2 separate regions of the Rattus norvegicus genome follow, and region 1 is linked to region 2. Evidence: chromatin contacts called from public Hi-C data. All regions are on one chromosome and are shown on one strand. Each heading gives the region's core, a stretch centred on a gene start, on an enhancer-like site or on the middle of the called end of the contact. The rest is flanking DNA. Distances are from core to core; before and after follow the strand shown. Region 1 holds the start of Rbfox3 (RNA binding fox-1 homolog 3). Region 2 overlaps Rbfox3 (RNA binding fox-1 homolog 3).

Region 1 (4,321 bases), core at 262-2,761, 51 kb after region 2:
GCAGAATCCAAAAGGGGGAGCAAGAATGTGGCTCTGCCTTCTGGACTTTCCTCACCTCGTCCTCCCCCCCATACTAGCCGACGTCAGTGGGCTTCGTGAACAGCCAACCAACCCCCAACCTCATGTGAGACCCAAGACCCTGAGTCTGCTCCAGCTGTCTAGTAGGGTCTCGATGCCCCTTCGTGCTCGCCGCGCCTTAACAGACTGGGTGCGAGACCTGGGTGGCCAGGACACTGAGGGGCTGCATGCCAATGGATAGAGGCGAAGCTTCATCAGGGAGCCCCCAAAGGACCGCCGGCCTGAAGCCACCCCCTGACACCCCTCTCCTGAAGAAGACAGCCGCAAACGAGCCTCGCCGCCCCATGGGGCCACTAGTCAGAAAGTTTGGGCTAGGGTGGTGCAGACCATCTTAGCAAAGCTTTCCCAAACAGGCTGTCCCGGCCCTGTGGCTGTGCCTAAGCGAGCAGTAACCTCCGATCCTTGTTCACGCCTGTGGGAAGACTCGGCCCCGAGCGCCCCCCAGCTCTCGGACTGGAGAGCCCTGCGCGCCACCCGCGCCCGTACCACGCATGCCGGGGCGCTGCGGGCCCTGGTCCTCCCGAGGGAGCCGAGGAGGACCTCAGCCCTCCCACAACTCCTTGGGGGTCATCAGTTCCTCAGTCGGCTCTCCTCCTGGAACCCAGCAGCTCTCCTGAGACTGGGGGTGGCGAGAGCCGCACGCCGCAGCGCATCAGGGTCGCCAGTCCTGCTTCCAGCCCCTCGGGTTGGGGCCGCCTCTCTGATGTGCCCCGCGGGCTGGGATCTCCGCGCGCCACGGCTTCCCCCCAGTCTGGGAGTTCCCAGAGCCGGGCATTGTGCCGCCGCCGCCGCCGCCGCCGCCGCCACGGGCACGCAGCGCGCGGGACTCCCTGGTGTCTCCATGGAGCCTGACCCTGGGCCTTCCCATTCACAAAATCTCCCCTCTGGTTTCCCTGCGGAGCCCTAAGCCCGGAGCCGGGACCCCAGCCCCCGCAGAACTCAGGAACCCCGACCCCGCGCGCGGACCCCTGACCCCCAAGGGCGCCACCCCATCCTCGCGCGACCTCAGGTCTGTCCCTGGCCATGCTCCACAGCCCCGCGTCCTCGCCGGCCCCGCCTCCCACTGCGGGGTCCCGTGCGCCCCTCCCCGGGCTGTGCCCACAGTCCCAGCCGGCCCCTCGTGATGGTGATGACCGAGGTGGAAGCCCAGGGTCTTGCTACTCACGGGTTCAGCGTTCCCCGCGGCAGGTGACGGGGCCCTGGCGGCCATGCCCCGGCTGCATCCCGGCCGCCCAGGCGAGCCGGCGGCAAGGAGCGCGAGAGGCCGGGTTGGAGCGGCGGTGGCGGCCGCAGCGTCTCCGGCGATCACGCGAGCTGCTGGGGCAGGCTCCCGACTGCTCTCGGAGGAGGTTTCCGCTGGTTCCGGAGCAACGGCTCCGTGTCCCCGCTCCGCTTGCCTCGCCGACACACTCTCTCTCTCTCTCTCTCTCTCTCTCTCTCTCTCTCTCTCTCTCTCTCTCTCTCTCTCTCTCTCTCTCTCCCCCCCCCCCCCCTCGTTCCTCTGGCTGGCTCGGCTGAAGCGAGAAGGCAGCAGGAGCACGCGGCGGCGGTGGCGGTGGTGGCGGCTGCACGGGCGGAGCGCGCAGCTCGGCGAGAGAGGGGGGGGGGGCTCCGGCGGTCGCGCGGCCAGGGAAGGCGGCGGGGCAGGGAGGGACGCGAGCCAGCTGAATGTGGCCACAGGAGCTCTGGAGTCCCAGCTTCAGCCTCTTAACAACAGGGATGCGTAGGCTGGTGAGACTTGCAGGGCACCCTAGAGCTCAGTGGCAGCTGGGTTCCTCCGAGCTCACCACCACCACCACCACCACCACCACCACCACCACCACCACCACCACCACCACCACCACCGTGGTCTCACCTCCCCTTCCTCCCTCCCTTCTCCTGGGCGATCTCAGTGTAAGTCATCACTAGCGACACTTAGCAGGACCCCTGCACCCTCATTCCGCTGGGACCAGTTTCTCTCTCTCTGCCCAGGGGTCCCTAGAAAGACTTGGTCGCTGAACGGCAGGAATGAATGTCCCCTCCCCCACACCTCTCCAGCTAGTCTGCAGCGCCCGCGCCTAACTGGCCGCTGGGGAAGACCCTTAATAGGCCTGGAGTTCCATGCCTTGCCTTCCTGAGAATCACAGGGCAGGCAGGGAGGCGGGAGGCCTACCCTGGAAGAGGACACAGGGAGCACACATTTGTCCCCACTGATAATCCTGTGGCCTTAAATATTTCCATCCAGGTCAGTTAGGAGAACCTAAAAATCGGAAGCGTTCCAGTCTCCCCCAACCCAGGGAAAGAGAGCCTAGCATGCTCTGAAGGCTGGCATCTCTAGTGTTGGGGAGAGAGAGGGGCTGGGAGGAAGATATCATTGCCTCTGAGCTGTCAAGATGAGACCCAGGTATAACAGTAGGGTCAGCCCCCAGCATTTGGCTCCAGAGTTGAGCAAAAAGCCTACTTGACTCCCAAAGGCTTGGACTGGAGCAGCTACTGTTCTATGTAAAAGACGACCGCCATGCAGTGCCTGGACTTGGGAACCTGTGCTCTCAGAGGACATTTGCAATCTAAAAAAAAAAAAAAAAAAATTTAAAAAAAAAAAAAAAGCCTGATACAGGTTGCTGAGTGCTGTTTGTAAAACGACCGGCCTGTTTCTTGCACCTAACTACAGCTTTCAGTCTGAGGCACATACCATGGAGCCTGGAGCTCCGTGTATAGGGCAACTAGACAGAGTGGAGAAGAGAGAGAGTAAGAATGGCCTTGAGGTACTCTCTGGCTAGCTGGGCTGCACACTGCCTTACCTACAGAGTGAGGGCAGACAGTGTTCAAGCTGAGTGGCTGTTGCCTTCTCGGGAGCTTTTAATTCTGGTCCTTCAGCCTGTCTGGGCCATTGATCTGTCTTGCCCAGTGGGAATCACGTGCTTTAGAGCAAGTAAGCAGCCTAGCCCTGCAACTGAATATAAACACCTTGTCTCTTGGACATTCATAAGAGTCTCTGAGATGGCCCCAGCCCCAAATTTGAGATGGCACAGCTCTGCCACTACAGACCAACTGTTTCTTTCTATGTGATCTGGTGACCCAAGCTTTCATGTCATGGGGTTGCTGGCTAGGCTCATACACACCCATCACTAACCTGTCTCGTCTCCCTGGGTCAATGGTGTCTCCCTCCTGGTTCTTCTGCCCTGAAAGCCCTTCCCCTGTGGTCCAGTTCCTACTGCCCTTCTAATCCTGCTCTTAGAGCCCTCCCAGAGACCAAAGTCTGGTTCCCCATACTGCACTGAACAAGCCATGAGCTTCAAGTGAAACGGCTCAGGACTGAAACCCTAGTCACGAAGCCACCTCCAGAGGTCATTCCCAAAAAGGTCTGCAGGTGGCAGTCTTCCAGTCTCCAGACAGGTTCCAATCAAACAGCACAGTCAGCCACTCAGAAAGCTTGGTACTAAACTGAATGAAGCAGGCACCTGTAGCCAGGGGCAGCCATGTGGCCTGACCAGTAGGTTATCCCTCAAGAACAGGCCCCGGAGCATATGCCCTGTGGGCCCAGAGGCCATCAAAGGATCTGCCCAGAAAAGAGTGACAGGGCCTGTGAATATAACTCTATGCTGAGATTAACAAAGATGTTATTTTTAGTGTGTGTGTGTGTGTGTGTGTGTGTGTGTGTGTGTACACGCCAAGTGAGTGTAGTGACCTCAGAAGCCAGAAGAGGGAGTCAGATTCCCAATGGCTGACGCTATAGGCAGTTAGGAGCCTCCTGACTGGATGGCGGAAACCAAACTCTGGTCCTCTGGAAGAGCAGGAAGTGCTCTCACGGAGCCATCCATGAAGCCCTGTAGAAACTTCATTTTGAAGAATATGAGGATGTAGAAGATACCACTCTAGCCATCGCAAGGTCACAGCTCTCCCTCAGAAAGATACAGCAAGGCACAAAAAGAGATTCTAAGAGAATCGTGATCGTCAATCTGTCAGCATCCACATTCTCATAGGAAACGGGTATCTAGATGTGACCCTAAAATACATTCCTCGTGCTGTGGTGGCCCCCAGCCACAAAATTATTTTCACTGCTACTTCATCATTACAATTTTGCTATTGTTACGAATCATGATGTGAATATGTGACATGCAGGATATCTGGTGTGCCAGCCCTGTGGGATGGGTCTCCACCCACAGATTGAGAACTCCTGCTTTAGGGGGAGTTGAGTCGGGAAGATTCACCCTCAATATGGTTGATCCTATTCTATGGGCTGGGGTCCTCAACTCAGTAAAAA
Region 2 (3,790 bases), core at 274-2,773:
TTTAATTAAGTAAAAAAATAAATGAAATGGGTGAGATTAATCTTAATAATAGACCTCGTTTAACCTAATCTTCTCAAACTGTAACTGAGCCAACATACATGTAATGTAGCAGACGAACCACTCCCGAGGGGCTGTGCTCTTGTGCTGAGTGGCATCAATGCTTACACCAGCCTAGTGCTCCCATGTGGCCAATGGCCACAACCCTGGTCTACACAGGCACAGACTCCTTCAGGCCACCCTACCTCATACCCACGGCCCAGGACCCAGTATGCAATGACCTTCTGGGAACCACACTGACCACCAAGACCTTTCTCACTTAGAGATTCTCCCAAACCACCATGTAGCCATTTTGAGCTGACCTCCTCCACTCCCTTTTGAGCACTTTCTCTGAGAGAGTTCAGGTGCATTCCAGGGGGGTTGAGAACAAAATTCTCCAGTGACAGAGGACCTCAGAGCACAGCAAGGTTCTGGAAGTCCACGGCTGGCGATGGAGAACCACTGACCACTAACACAGAACTGAACTTCCAGTCAGCTGTACCCTCCCTCCTTACCAAGCAAAGGAGACCGAAAAAGCTAATGGATAAATGCCAGTCAGAAAAGAGCAGGTAGCGAGAGGACTGCACTCTCTGGGCCTGTGCCAGCTTCATGGGTGTAGAGCCTGTGAACTCATTAGCACAGATGGTGCTGGAGTCGACACACAGGCCAGGGATTGGCTACTGCCCAGAAAGTATTCGGAACAACTGGTCAACCTGAAGAGCTGAACAGGGCAAGGAAGGACGTGGGGTGAGCCCTAAACCACCTGAAGAAGTGGACATCAAGGGGATGACAAGCAGCTAGAGGACACCAAGAGACCAAGGAACTCAAGAACCACCCCCTGCTAAGGCACTACAGGGCAGCTCCCCTGCTTGGTGGGGTGGACGTGAGGCCCACAGGGCTCGGACCATCACACTCTTGGTGACTCGAATAGCCACAGTGGCTCCAAGCACAGTCACTGTCTTGGTATCACCCATTCAGGTCCCTCTTCGACCTTGTGGACCGAACCTCCGTATCCATGTGATGGAAAAGTACCAGAAGCTTCCCTGCTTTGGGCACCATAGGCTCTGACAGCTGGCGCCTCGGCCCCCTCACCGTGTGCCGGCTCCACGGTCATGTGATCACAGTGCCTGCGGAGGGAGGCATCGAGGAAATGCCTCCCCAGTTGGTTGCTGGAGAACTGGTTTGCACGATCATTTCACAAGCAGGAGGGGAGAAAAAAAGAAAGCAGAGAGTAGCCGGCCCTCTCGAAAGCCTCCCGGTATCTTAGAGGGCACCTCCACCAAAAACATGCCCTGCCAGCCCCAGAATCCCGAGTTCACCTGTGTTGTTGTGCCCACCACAGCCACTACCAGACTCCACAGGCTGCACCTGACCGGCATTCTCTTAGCTGGACTGGAGCCAAGGCTGCACCCTCGGACTCTGCTGTGTCTCCTCCTCCTCCACCACCCCTTACATAACCAGGCCTGTCCTCACCCCCACCTTCTAGACATGGGGGTGTAACATCTGCTTGTACTGTTCCTCCAGGAGAGGACCTTCCCCCACACACCCGCACCCCAAACTCACACACTGCCATCTCCCCCAGAGTGGTAAGGGACAAAAAAGTACCATAAAATAAAAACACGCTACACCCACCTCCTCATTAAGTGGGGGAAGGAAAGCTCCTACAAGTGAAACTCTTTCTCTCTCTTTTCTTGTTCTAGAAAAACAATGATGGATCCTAGGAGGCAGGATCACAGAGGGCCAGCACTGCCCTGCCTCTTCATCTCCCAGGCTGGAAGCATCTTTGATATTTCTTATTGTTAAACCAGAAGGAAAGGGAGAAGTCTACTGGAACATCACGCTGGGGCTCACAAGAGATGAGAAGTCAGAACTCAGCTCCTGGAGCCCCTATCAGGGCAGTCCCCTGCCCCTGCCCCTGACTCTGTTCCTGCCCTTGCCCTACCCCAGCACCGGCACCTGCCCCTGCCCCTGCCTCCTGTCCTCCAAGAGACATCTTTGAGAAAAGGGAGGGCCCCTGCTGGAATTGATTAGCCACACAATAATTGGTGGTCCCTGATTGAGACCACTCCAGCCATGCTCAGATTCCTGAAGGCCCAGCAAGGTTCGCTGGTGGCCTCACCTAGCAGCAGACACCAGCCACCTCAATTCTTCTTCCCAGCCAGCCCCATGCTGTCTTTCTGTCTAAATACTTTTCAAAGCCCAGGGGAAAGACTTTCATTCTTTCCCCAAGGAACGTCTGCTACATCTCCTTTATCCAAACCAGTCTCTGGGCAGCACGGCCGCTTCTCCTGAGCCCCCACCTGACTATGTCCTTCAGCAGGTACATGGGTGATCTCCTCCTCCTCCTCCTCCTCCTCCTCCTCTTCCTCCTCCTCCTCCTCCTCTTCCTCCTCCTCTTCCTCCTCTTCCTCCTCCTCTTCCTCCTCCTCTTCCTCCTCTTCCTCCTTCCCTTCTCCTCCTCTTCCTCCTTCTCTTCTTTTCTCTTTCCTCCCCTTCTCCCTCCCCCCCAGTGTGTGTGTGTGTGTGTGTGTGTGTGTGTGTGTGTGTGTGTGTACACAAAAGCCATCTTGTCAAATCCATGCACACGCCTTACAGGTGTGAACAAGGAATTGAAGGCAAATCCTTTTGGAATGAGCGGGTTTCTTAGAACTGAGATAGATCCCATGAGTGGAAGGGGAAGGCCAACATCCTAGAGCTCCATCTGTCACCACCGCACCCCATGCAGGATGTCAGAGGACAGCTGACCTCAGTCTGCTCTCCCTCCAACACAGAAGGACCTGTTCCCAGCCTAAAAGGAAGCTTGCATTCACGGAGCACACGGCGTGCTGCTCCCTTGTCAGCAACACCAAAGCTTGCCCAGTCCCTGTGTGTTGGTGAGCTGGGATACATCAGGTGTGCCTTCCGCAAGGGTCTGAGCTGCTGAGATACCTGGGTGGATGCTGACCTCACTGCCTCTGATGATGGCCTCCAAGGAACTCCAAGGAGCAAGACAAGTCTCATCAAAGGTAAACAGAGGTATGTTCACTCTTCCAAGCCCACCTCCACCTTTCCTGAGTGTAAAAATCAAGGATCTGACTAGACCCCACCCACCTGTCACCCCTTTCCTGTTCTCAGGTCCCACAGGGAGACAGTATCTAGCAGGCACCATGCTTGGGCTAGGATGGAGGGTAGATGTAGGACAGAAGCCTTCTCAACCAGGGAAGAAGGACCCACAAAGCCCAGCCACAGACTGAAGAAGCGCTGCACTTGCCAGGACACAGCCGACATCATTACTGACTAGTTTTCTATCCTAGCTTTGCTGCTCCTGAGAGACTGAGGAAGACCTGGGCTGGGATCCCTCCCCTGGGAGCCAAGTCCCCAGAGAGTCTTCTTGTCCCTTCTCTTCTTGGAATCAGGACTGAATTCTCTCACCAAGATAATCAGGCCCCCAAGCCCAGATGAATGTGTAGCACATTCCAGAGAACTCGGGGGTGAGAAGGAGAAGGCCACTTACTTGGCTCAGTAGCTGCTTGACTAGTGCTCACTGCACATAACCAATCAACAGAGGAAGGCCAGCAAGAGAACCACACAGGATAGAGCAGGCAGGGCTACTACTGCTCCTCTTCCCAAAATGTGTTCAATGTATAGACTACACACACACACACAAAATCATGCATGCACATACACACAACACACACATCATGTATGCATGCACACACACACAACACACACAACATACACACACATACACACATGTATGCATACACACACATAC

The links. A called contact is a pair of places that touch in the nucleus more often than the background predicts.
Region 1: a contact with region 2 is called in a Hi-C map of frontal cortex, with 2.6 times the contacts expected there. The contact joins the promoter of Rbfox3 here to the enhancer-like site in region 2. A contact is called at or near these places in 2 of 12 Hi-C or Micro-C datasets (frontal cortex and prefrontal cortex).

The regions. Positions count from the first base shown.
Region 1 is chr10:104,654,033-104,658,353 of GRCr8, forward strand. It overlaps Rbfox3 (RNA binding fox-1 homolog 3), which reads right to left and starts at 1,512. Exons shown (of 15, transcript NM_001134498.3): 1 at 1,244-1,512.
Region 2 is chr10:104,603,453-104,607,242 of GRCr8, forward strand. All of the region lies in intron 1 of Rbfox3 (RNA binding fox-1 homolog 3), which reads right to left. The region is part of intron 1 of LOC134480909 (a long non-coding RNA gene); the gene reads right to left. Among named protein-coding and RNA genes, the nearest start is that of Rbfox3, 50 kb to the right of the region's middle. Within about 2 kb of position 1,524, at least 17 of the 93 cell types and tissues checked have an H3K27ac peak or open chromatin away from gene starts, as enhancers often do.